Linked DNA regions of Triticum aestivum: region 1 is linked to region 2. A link is a contact called in public Hi-C data. All regions are on one chromosome and are shown on one strand. The core of a region is the stretch at or near the end of the contact, and the rest is flanking DNA. Distances in the headings are between cores, read along the strand shown.

Region 1 (4,490 bases), core at 1,367-3,866, 130 kb after region 2:
ATGGGTAGGCGCGTTGGAGTTGCTCTAAGTACACATTTGTCCTCCCACACTGGTTGATTTAGCTGCAATGGGAGGAGGTAGTAGTACGAGTAAGAGCATCTCCAGCCGCGCCCCCAACAGGCCCTCCCCATGCGTTTTTGCCGCGCCGGCGCCGAAAAAACGGCCCAGCCCCCCCCCCCCCAGAAGCCCGTTTTTCGCCGGCACGGGCTGAATCTGGTGCTGGCGGACCCAGGCAGAACCCGGCGCCCTGGGGGCGCCTGGGGAGCCGGCACAAGCGAAAAGGCGCGTGGGTCCGCCCTGTCGCCGAGTCGAGCGCCTCTTCCCGCCGTTTCTCCCCGCTTTTCCCCCAGTTCCCTCCCATTTTCTCCTTTCCTCCCGCCATTCTCTCTCCCGCTCGCCTCCCAGCCGGCCGCCATGGCACCGAAGAAGTACGTCGTCCCCCGCGCCGCGGCAACCGCGACCGCCTCCGTCGCCCAGCCGAAGCAGAGGAAGCCGAGGGCGCCGCCGTCCAAGCCGCCGGGCATGACAAACGCCGATTGGAGGGTAGAAGTACAGTGACGGGAGGCCGTCACCGCCGACCGGCGGAACAGGGCCCTCGCCAAGAAGGCCCGTGACAACGCGGCACGCGCGACTGCGGGTGCCGCTGCCGCGGACCAGGCCGAGGCCGAGGCGGCACGCGCGGGGATGATGAATCCCCCCGGCAACCACGCGCCGTACGCGCCCTGGGGCCAGCAAGGTGTCGGGTCTCCGACGCCGCAGCCATGGGGATCGCCGGGCTACGCCGACGGGGACGTGCACGGTAGGTTCAACCCAAATGTCACGTTCCCCCATGGACACCCGGCCCAGCGCACGCCCTCGCCCGCCTTCACCGGCGTGCAGTACCCTCCATACAACTACTCGCCGCCCGCGTACGCGTCCTCCCCGACGCCCCCTCTCTGCCGTTGCGCACTGCCCTTCTCGCACCTCGGCGACGCCGACGAGACAGAGACCGACATGGACGACATCATCGCGGAAGGATTGTCCGCGGCCGCCGCGTCTCCCGGGTTCACCGTGGATGAGGCGGTGGATCTCAGCGGCGGCATGGACGGCGAGCTCGGCTACGTCTACGGCGACGAGGAGCAGGAGGAGCAGGAGGAAGAGGACGAGGAGGAGGACGAGGACGAGGAGGAGCCGGTGAGGAGGCGCAAGAAGAAGAAGCGGACGGCCAGGTCAGCCGAGCCGCGCATCAAGTGGGCGTCCAAGGAGGAGGAATGCCTCGCCGAGGCATGGAAAGTCGTCTGCCTCGACCGGACCACCGGCGCGAACCAGAGCATCGACACATACTGGGCGCGCATCAAGGCCGAGTTCGACGAGCGCAAGCTCGTCGACCCCTACTTCAAAGGCATCTACATGCAGCGCGGGTCGAAGGCGATGGCGAACCATTGGGGGCGCATCCAGGGGGCGTGCAACAAATGGCATGGTGTCGTCGAGGAGGTGGCCGCTCGCCCGGAGAGCGGCGCCAGCATTGAGGATCAGGTATGCCACGCCGGTCTCTCGTCTCTCTTCGCCGTGTGCGCCCGCCAACTGTTTGTCCGTCCCCGCGCAGTTGCTGCGCATGTTCGGCCTGTATAGGCAGAGCAACAACGACGCCGAGTTCAAGTACCTCCACGTTTACAAGCGCATTGACAAGTGCGACAAGTGGGCGGAAGTCCGGCGCACCCTCGAGAAGGCCAAGGAGACATACAAGCCGGACGCGCCGGCTCCGGGCGCGTCAGAAGGGCGGCCGAACAGCAACAAAGGTGCCAAGAAGGGGAAACACGCCGACGCGGCCACCGCTCGCGTGCAAGAATCCATCCAGCACTGCCTCGCCGACGCACAGGCCCGGGCCGTCCTTCGTGAAGAGAAGACCGAGGCGCGGTGGTCAGCGTTGATGTCGACAAGCGCCGTCAAGCTCGACCTACTCCGGACCAACGTCGCCGCGAAAAAGAGGAACACCGACCTGGCTTTCCTGCTGGGCGGGGCGGACATGCTCTAGAGCACCGACGAGGCGGTCAAGGCGTGGTACAGGGCGCATGTCGGCCTCATCCTGGACCAGCTTCCCTCGACGGCGCCGCCCACGCCCACGCCCACGACGACGCCGCCCACGCCCACGCGCATGCCGACGCCGCCAACAAGCCCGACCGATGATGCCGCCAAGACTGCCCGCAGCGCAGAAGCCACGCCGCCAAGCACAGAGACCACGTCAAGCCCGCGCACGCCGACTCCGCCGACGCCGGAGGCCGACCTCGCCGTCTGATGCGCGTTTCTGTTCTGATTTTTGTACGCCGAACTTTTCATCGATCGCCGATCACCGCTTGATCGCCGGATTGTGGCGTTTATTTTTGGGCGCGGGAATGAACTATGTTTGAATTTGCCAAGGCTGGAGGGGGGGGCTGGGGCCGTGGCTGGGGGCGCAGTTTTTCGGCGCCCTGGGAGGCCGAACGGCCGGAGATGCTCTAAGATGCAGTAGCAGCAGCAGCAGAGCCAATCATCGAGGAATCAGTGAAAGTGGTGGCCACCGAGATGCATGTGGCCAGCTTTGTGAGCATTGTCCATGGCAGCACTAGCGCACACCCATATATAGCACCCAACATCTCAATCTGCATCCGCACGGCCGCACACACGCATCCCGCCTCCGAGAGCGAGCGAATTTTCTCTCGAGGCCGGGGGCTCATATGTGCATGGGTGTCGTCTACCTCTCCCCAGGAATCATATCGCAATCCACGACGACCGTGACTCGTCGCCGGTGATGTCTACACCAGAGGAAATCTAGAGCAACCAGCCGCCCGCCTCGCAGTCGATCGTGTCACCTCACCCTCGAGAGATTCTCTCCTCCATCTATCCAACAACAAGAGCCCCCTTTTAAGACCAAGCGGGAGTTCCCCCAAACACTTCAGTTACCGTCCGTCATTCATGGAGTCGTCGTCGTCCACGGCAGCCGTCGAGACGGCCGTCACGGTGCCGCCGCCGTCGACATTCGACGTGTCCAGGCGGCCCGACACGGCCGGCCTCGTCCTCAACAGCCCCCGGCCGCCGAGCCTGCGCGAGGAGCTCGTCGGCGTGGTCGGCAAGGCGTTCCGCCCGCACGGGAGCGGCCACGGTGGTGACCGCCGGCCGCCGCGGTGGGCGTGGGTCCTGGCCGCGCTGCAGGCCGTCTTCCCGGTGCTGCAGTGGGGCAGGACCTACACGCTCAAGTCCTTCCGGAGCGACGTCATGGCCGGCCTCACGCTCGCCAGCCTCGGCATCCCGCAGGTACGTGCGCGCCACCGCCGAACGCCATCGTGCGATCACTGGTGACGCCATACGTGCGCGCTTCAGTTCTCTCTCCTACTAGTAACAAACAGTTTTTGTCTTGCATAACTTGGTCAGCGACTGACATCAAAAAGGAGCATTAATCATCTACGCAGTTTTTGCCTAGACATATATCTTGACGTTCACAGTGATGATCTGCTCCTCCGTATCGATCTGAAAATGCTAATTAATCCACTGTGTGCAGAGCATTGGATACGCCAATCTGGCGAAGCTGGACCCCCAGTATGGCCTTTGTAAGCATCACAACTCACCAGCTTTTGTTTTGCCTCGCTTCTGTAATATCTCCTGAAATAATTTGCATCGCCATGTTTTGTTTCGATCCCACTGCTCCGGACTAATCGATCTCTTGTTGGCACGACGACTGACGTGACATGTGTGGCGGCATGGGCAGACACGAGCGTGGTGCCGCCGCTGATCTACGCCGTGATGGGGACGTCGAGGGAGATCGCCATCGGGCCGGTGGCGGTGGTGTCGCTGCTGCTGTCGTCCATGGTGCAGAAGGTGGTGGACCCGGCCGTGGACCCCGTCACCTACCGCACGCTCGTCTTCACCGTCACCTTCCTCGCCGGCGTCTTCCAGGTCTCCTTCGGACTCTTCAGGTACGTCGTAGAATTGTTTACTCTCTTTATATTTTTGAAAAGTTCAAGTGCAGCTCTGCTCTGTTTTCGACCATGGACCGGCAGCCGACTCTCGAGTCTTGACTGACCGAGAGTGTGTGCCCGGGCCGGTCGTTTCGTTTCGTCTCGTCGCGTCGCGTCGCGTCGGTTAATAAGATAAGAAAACTGTGGTGCATGCAGGCTGGGGTTCCTGGTGGACTTCCTGTCGCACGCGGCCATCGTGGGGTTCATGGGCGGCGCCGCCATCGTCATCGGGCTGCAGCAGCTCAAGGGCCTCCTCGGCCTCTCCCGCTTCACCAACAGCACCGACGTCGTAGCCGTCGCCAAGGCCGTCTTCTCCGCGCTCCACGACCCCGTCAGTCTCGCCCATCTCCTGCCATCATCATAAACTTACCCTCTGAATTTCACCGACACCACACGTACGTTGAGTGACTGACGCGGTAACAAGATCGATTAACGGATAATGGAACAAAATAAAGTCATTTAAGTCGATATAAGTGTCACTTTCTTGTCTGCTTTACTCATTATATGCTATGCTCACTT
Region 2 (4,918 bases), core at 134-2,633:
GACAATACAATTTCTTAAACCGTAGTTATGGACAAGTTCCACTACTTATGGCATGTTATAAGTTATAATAAGCTGCCCCCCGGTCTAGCCAGGCCCCAATAATGCAGTTGTTAACTCTAATTATGCACCGTCTGAACATGATCTGCGGCAGCAGAAGTACAGAATCAGACTGGAGATCGGCACAGTTAGTCATCGCGAAAACAGATCGTTTGATCAACTACTAGTTTAATTTTCACTAATTAACTAGTACTAGTAGCGTTTGGAAAACAAGGTATGCCATTTGCATGAACCTGGTCAAAGAACCGGTCAAAAGGCAGGTTAATGTGATGGGTTCCTGATGTAGGTGGAGGGTCCTAATGCACAGCTGAGACTGAGAGGCTGAGAGAGACCAACCGACGTGCTCCTCTGCCTAATAGATTCCATGCACTCTTGGTGGCTCTAATCACTTGCTTGCGAATGTACCGTGGCCCTGGCACACGTTGCTGCTAGCCTTTTTCCTCTCTCCATCTTTCCGTTCTAGTGGTGACCCAGTGGTGCTCTGCTATTTTCAATACAGTTTCAGGATGGGAGCATCTACAATGTTCAGTAAGACAGTAACAGCTCTGTGTAGACCAAGTTCCACACATGCATGACAAAATGGCATTTTTCTACTAGAATACATGATGAAATGGTATTCTTTCATGAAAAATTGTGAGAGATCGCAAGAACTCCCCTGTAAGAACCCAATGATATTTCTTTCTACTGTAAAACCCAAGACAGAAATAGACAGCAGAAGAACAAGTCACCTGTAGTGATCTGGTCCAGTTATCCTATCACACAAATCTAAGGAAAAAAAATCATGTTTAACATTCCAGAAATCATCTATAGATCACTCAAAAGTCAAAACTGAACAATGAAGGCCTGAAAAAGAATGCAACCACAAAAAGAACAGAGAGAAGGTGATAAAACAAAGGCGGGAACTAAAACCCTTTACGAACACGCGGTTGAAAAAGAACTTTTCTGTGGGGCTTTTGCCTGCCTAGCTGTGCCAAAAGGGAGAAAAAAATTCGAGAAAAAGCAAGAGAGAAATCGAAAAGAAGGAACAAGTGGTCTTTCTTACTGTGTTGTTCCTCTGGGAGCACCTTCGTGGAGCTCCGGACCTTTTCCTCCTGGCTTTTCCTGGGCCCCGCCAGTGTTCTACTCCGACTATACCTTCCAGCAGATTGGATGGTGGAGGGTCGCCTCGAACGTGGACGCGATTGTGGGTCAGGAGATCGACGACAGCGCCTTCATCACTATTTAAAAGATTGGGGGAGGAAGAAGCGAAAAGAGAGAAGGAGAGAGCGAGAGAGGGAGTCAAACCGTGTCCAGGTTCGATGAACCTGGTGGGGGAGGCAGCGCAGGCGTGAAGAACGGGATGGAAGTTAACCGCCTGTTGCCACGTTGACCTTGCTCGATATTACGGCAAGTCTTTACGGGTTGGGAGGCAGCCAGTTCACTGCCGTTGCATGCAGGGATGATGTACTGTACACGACCGCACAGCGTGTTTGTTGTAGCAAAATCACAACATTACCGTTTTGGTTTTCATTTTAGGCCAATTTCTCAACAAACCATGATTTGCAATCCAAACTAATTTTTTAATTTTATTTTGAGTTGGTATCTAAACTTATTCAAACCATCAGTTGTCTTGTCTAACAACCTGACATGAGAGATCCACTTGTCAACACATGGGATGCATAGATTGACGTGCACCCATGTCAAACGGGGCTTCTGGCTCTTGGAATAACACTAAGGGCATGTTCGGTAGCTCCTCTGGCTTCGGGCTGAGGATGAATGAGAAAACTCCACGGAATTAAAAGGTTTCGTTACTTAAATATGAATAACACCGCGACAAAGGATGAGTATTGTAAAAAAAAGGTGAGTTGGCTGTCAAGTGGGACCAACATTTATTTCAATAATATATTTTTCACATGTGCATCCTATATAAAGCTCTAGTTGTCATATTGACATACAGAGTTGTCATCTTGTCATCCCGTGCAACTTATCCTATAATAATGGATGCATATTAAAAATTACACGCGTTGTTCGAAAAAATAGTAGAGATAACTGCACACTCCGCTATGTTTTATGCATGGTATTTCCCCTACGCTGGCGGCTAGGGTTTTTCTCCTCTGAGGCGATCTGATCGCCTCCGAGTCCGGTTCCCTTCGTTCGTCTCCGGCCTTCGCCTATAGACCCCGACGGTCCTCCCCTTCTGTGGGCCGATGGTGTCCCCCTCGGACGCCAACTCTGCAACGAGCGACAGCGCCACAAAACCTGACCTGGAGAACTTCTTCGACCAACTAGATCTCAATGATGAGGAGTTCCAGGATGTCGAGATCGATGAGGATGATCCCGAGATCAATGAAAGTGTCCGGTGGCTGGCCCTAGCTAGGGTTCACACGGACAAAAACTTCAGCCCATCGGCTTTCTACAAGCATATGAGGGCGGCCTGGAATCCAGCGCAGAGCATGAGGTTTCGCCCGGTCGGCCCCAACAGATTTGTTGTCCAAGCCTCGTGTTTGGGTGATTGGGAACACATCATGTATCAAGGACCTTGGCTGTTCCGCAACTGGGCGGTGCTCTTGTGCAAGTACGACAGATTCAGCCGAGCCGAGGACGTGGTGTTTGTTCATATGCCTATTTGGCTTCAAATCCACAAGTTGCCGAATCCATACTGCAAAAGGAATATTGTGGAGAAACTACTGAAGGGTGCTGGAGAAATTTTAGAGATGAGGTTAAACGACAATACTCGTGGTGACTATGTCAGGGTAAGGGTGAATCATGATATTCAACAGCCTCTCACGAAATTTGTGAGTATTGTCCATGCAAGGGAGTGGCAAGTTTATCTGGTGCGTTATGAGAAGTTGGTCAGGTTCTGTAAAGTATGCGGTCTTGTCAGCCATGAGCACAAAGAATGCGGTCTGGGAATACACGATGAGAAGAAGCTAAAATACGGTGGTTGGCTGTATGCTGATGCTCCTAATCAGCCACGGCCAGATGCTAATCCGTCCAAGGCAGCCGACCTTCGGCCATCGGGCGTTGCTGTCCCAGCCGCCCCGGTGGATCCGGGGCAGGAGAAGTTCGACCCTGAAATTCTGGATACGACGTCTAGCTCGGTGAAGAATTCTGCGACCGTGATATAGGTGGACAAGGAGGTGAGGAAAAGGTTAAACATGGACCTAGTTGGGGCTGAACAAGTTATCACCTCAGGAACACCGAAACAGTTGCTTGCTATCACTGATGGAAGTGGGGGTGATTTGGGGGCGGGTCAATCGCCTTCGAGCAGCACCTCAAGCAGCAAACGTTTGAAGTTCTCAGCGGATACAGAGAAGAATGGGATATCGGCGGCCTCCCCCGAGGAGGACCGCCGGAAGCAATGAATATCTTATCATGGAACTGCCGGGGGGGACCGCCGGACAGTTCGTGAGGTGTCGGCCCTCTCAAAAGCCAATAACCCCAAACTAGTCTTTCTTTCCGAGACTAGACAAGATGCAAGGAAAGTTGAAAAATTGAAGTGGAGACTTGGTCTGAAAGGTTTCCATGGTGTGAGTAGTGATGGTAGAAGTGGTGGATTGGCTTTGTTCTGGGATGAATCTTTATCTGTAACAGTACTTGAAGCTTGCAATCGATTCATTGATGTCAGAATTATGGATGTGGGTTCAACTACTGCTTGGAGAGGGACCCTTGTGTATGGAGAGCCTAGAGTGGAAAATAGGCAGCGCACGTGGGATCACTTATGCCGCCTTCGGGCTGCCTCGCAGGATCCGTGGTTTGTCTGTGGTGATTATAATGAGGCACTATGGCAGCATGAGCACTTATCTATGAACTTGCACTATAAGAATCAAATGGTGGCCTTCTGAGACTGCCTTATAACATGTGAGCTTGAGGATCTCGGTTTCTGTGGGTTACCATGCACATACAATAATGGTCAGGAGGGTTCTCGCAACGTCCAGGTCCATCTAGACTGGGCGTGTGCGGATGAAGCTTGGCGGGATATTTTCCCTTCTGCGAAGGTGTTGCATCTAGCCACTTCGTGTTCGGATCATAGCCGTCTGTTAGTTCAACTAGAGGGAGTACAAGAGCAACGGCGCCGAGCCTCTGTCTCACGTTATGAAATCATGTGGGAACGGGACTGATACATCTCCAACGTATCTACTTTTTCTCACGCTTTTCCTCTTGTTTTGGACTCTAATTTGCATGATTTGAATGAAACTAACCCCGGACTGACGCTGTTTTCAGCAGAACTACCATGGTGTTGTTTTTGTGCAGAAATAAAAGTTCTCGGAATGGAACGAAACTTTGCGAGGATTTTTTATATCAATAATAAGAATTTCTGGAGCCAAGACCTGCCGGAGAGGGGCACCTGGGTGGGCACAATCCACCAGGGCGCGCCCCCCTCTCCTGACGCGCCAAGGTGGGTTGTACCCACCTGGTGGCCCCGCTGACCCTAAAACCGATGCTATAAATTCCTATTTTCAGAGAAAAAATCAGGGAGAAAGAATTATCGCGATCCACGAGACGGAGCCGCCGCCAAGCCCTATTCTTCCTCGGGAGGGCAGATCTGGAGTCCGTTTGGGGCTCCGGAGAGGGGGATCTTCCTTCTTCGTCATCACCAAACCATCTCCATCGCCAATTCCATGATGCTCCCCGCCAGGAGTGAGTAATTCCTTCGTAGGCTCGCTGGTCGATGAGGAGTTGGATGATATTCATCATGTAATCGAGTTAGTTTTGTTAGGGCTTGATCCTTAGTATCCACTATGTTCTTAGATTGATGCTGCTATGACTTTGCTATGCTTAATGCTTGTCACTTTGGGCCCGGGTGCCATGAACTCTGATCTTAACCGTTTATGAATTCATCATTATATCCATCTTTTAGATCCGATCTTGCAAGTTATAG

Evidence for each region. A called contact is a pair of places that touch in the nucleus more often than the background predicts.
Region 1: a Hi-C map of leaf shows a contact between it and region 2, with 5 times the contacts expected there. The contact joins the promoter of LOC123098408 here to the promoter of LOC123098407 in region 2. A contact is called at or near these places in 5 of 5 Hi-C or Micro-C datasets (leaf, root and an unstated tissue) and 1 of 1 datasets of contacts at active chromatin or transcription factors (leaf).

The regions. Positions count from the first base shown.
Region 1 is chr4D:434,778,314-434,782,803 of IWGSC CS RefSeq v2.1, forward strand. LOC123098408 (low affinity sulfate transporter 3) reads left to right here and starts at 2,617. Exons shown (of 12, transcript XM_044520387.1): 1 at 2,617-3,270; 2 at 3,515-3,563; 3 at 3,722-3,929; 4 at 4,128-4,302. The coding sequence starts at 2,932.
Region 2 is chr4D:434,648,271-434,653,188 of IWGSC CS RefSeq v2.1, forward strand. LOC123098407 (sulfate transporter 1.2) reads right to left here and starts at 1,384. Exons shown (of 14, transcript XM_044520384.1): 1 at 1,100-1,384.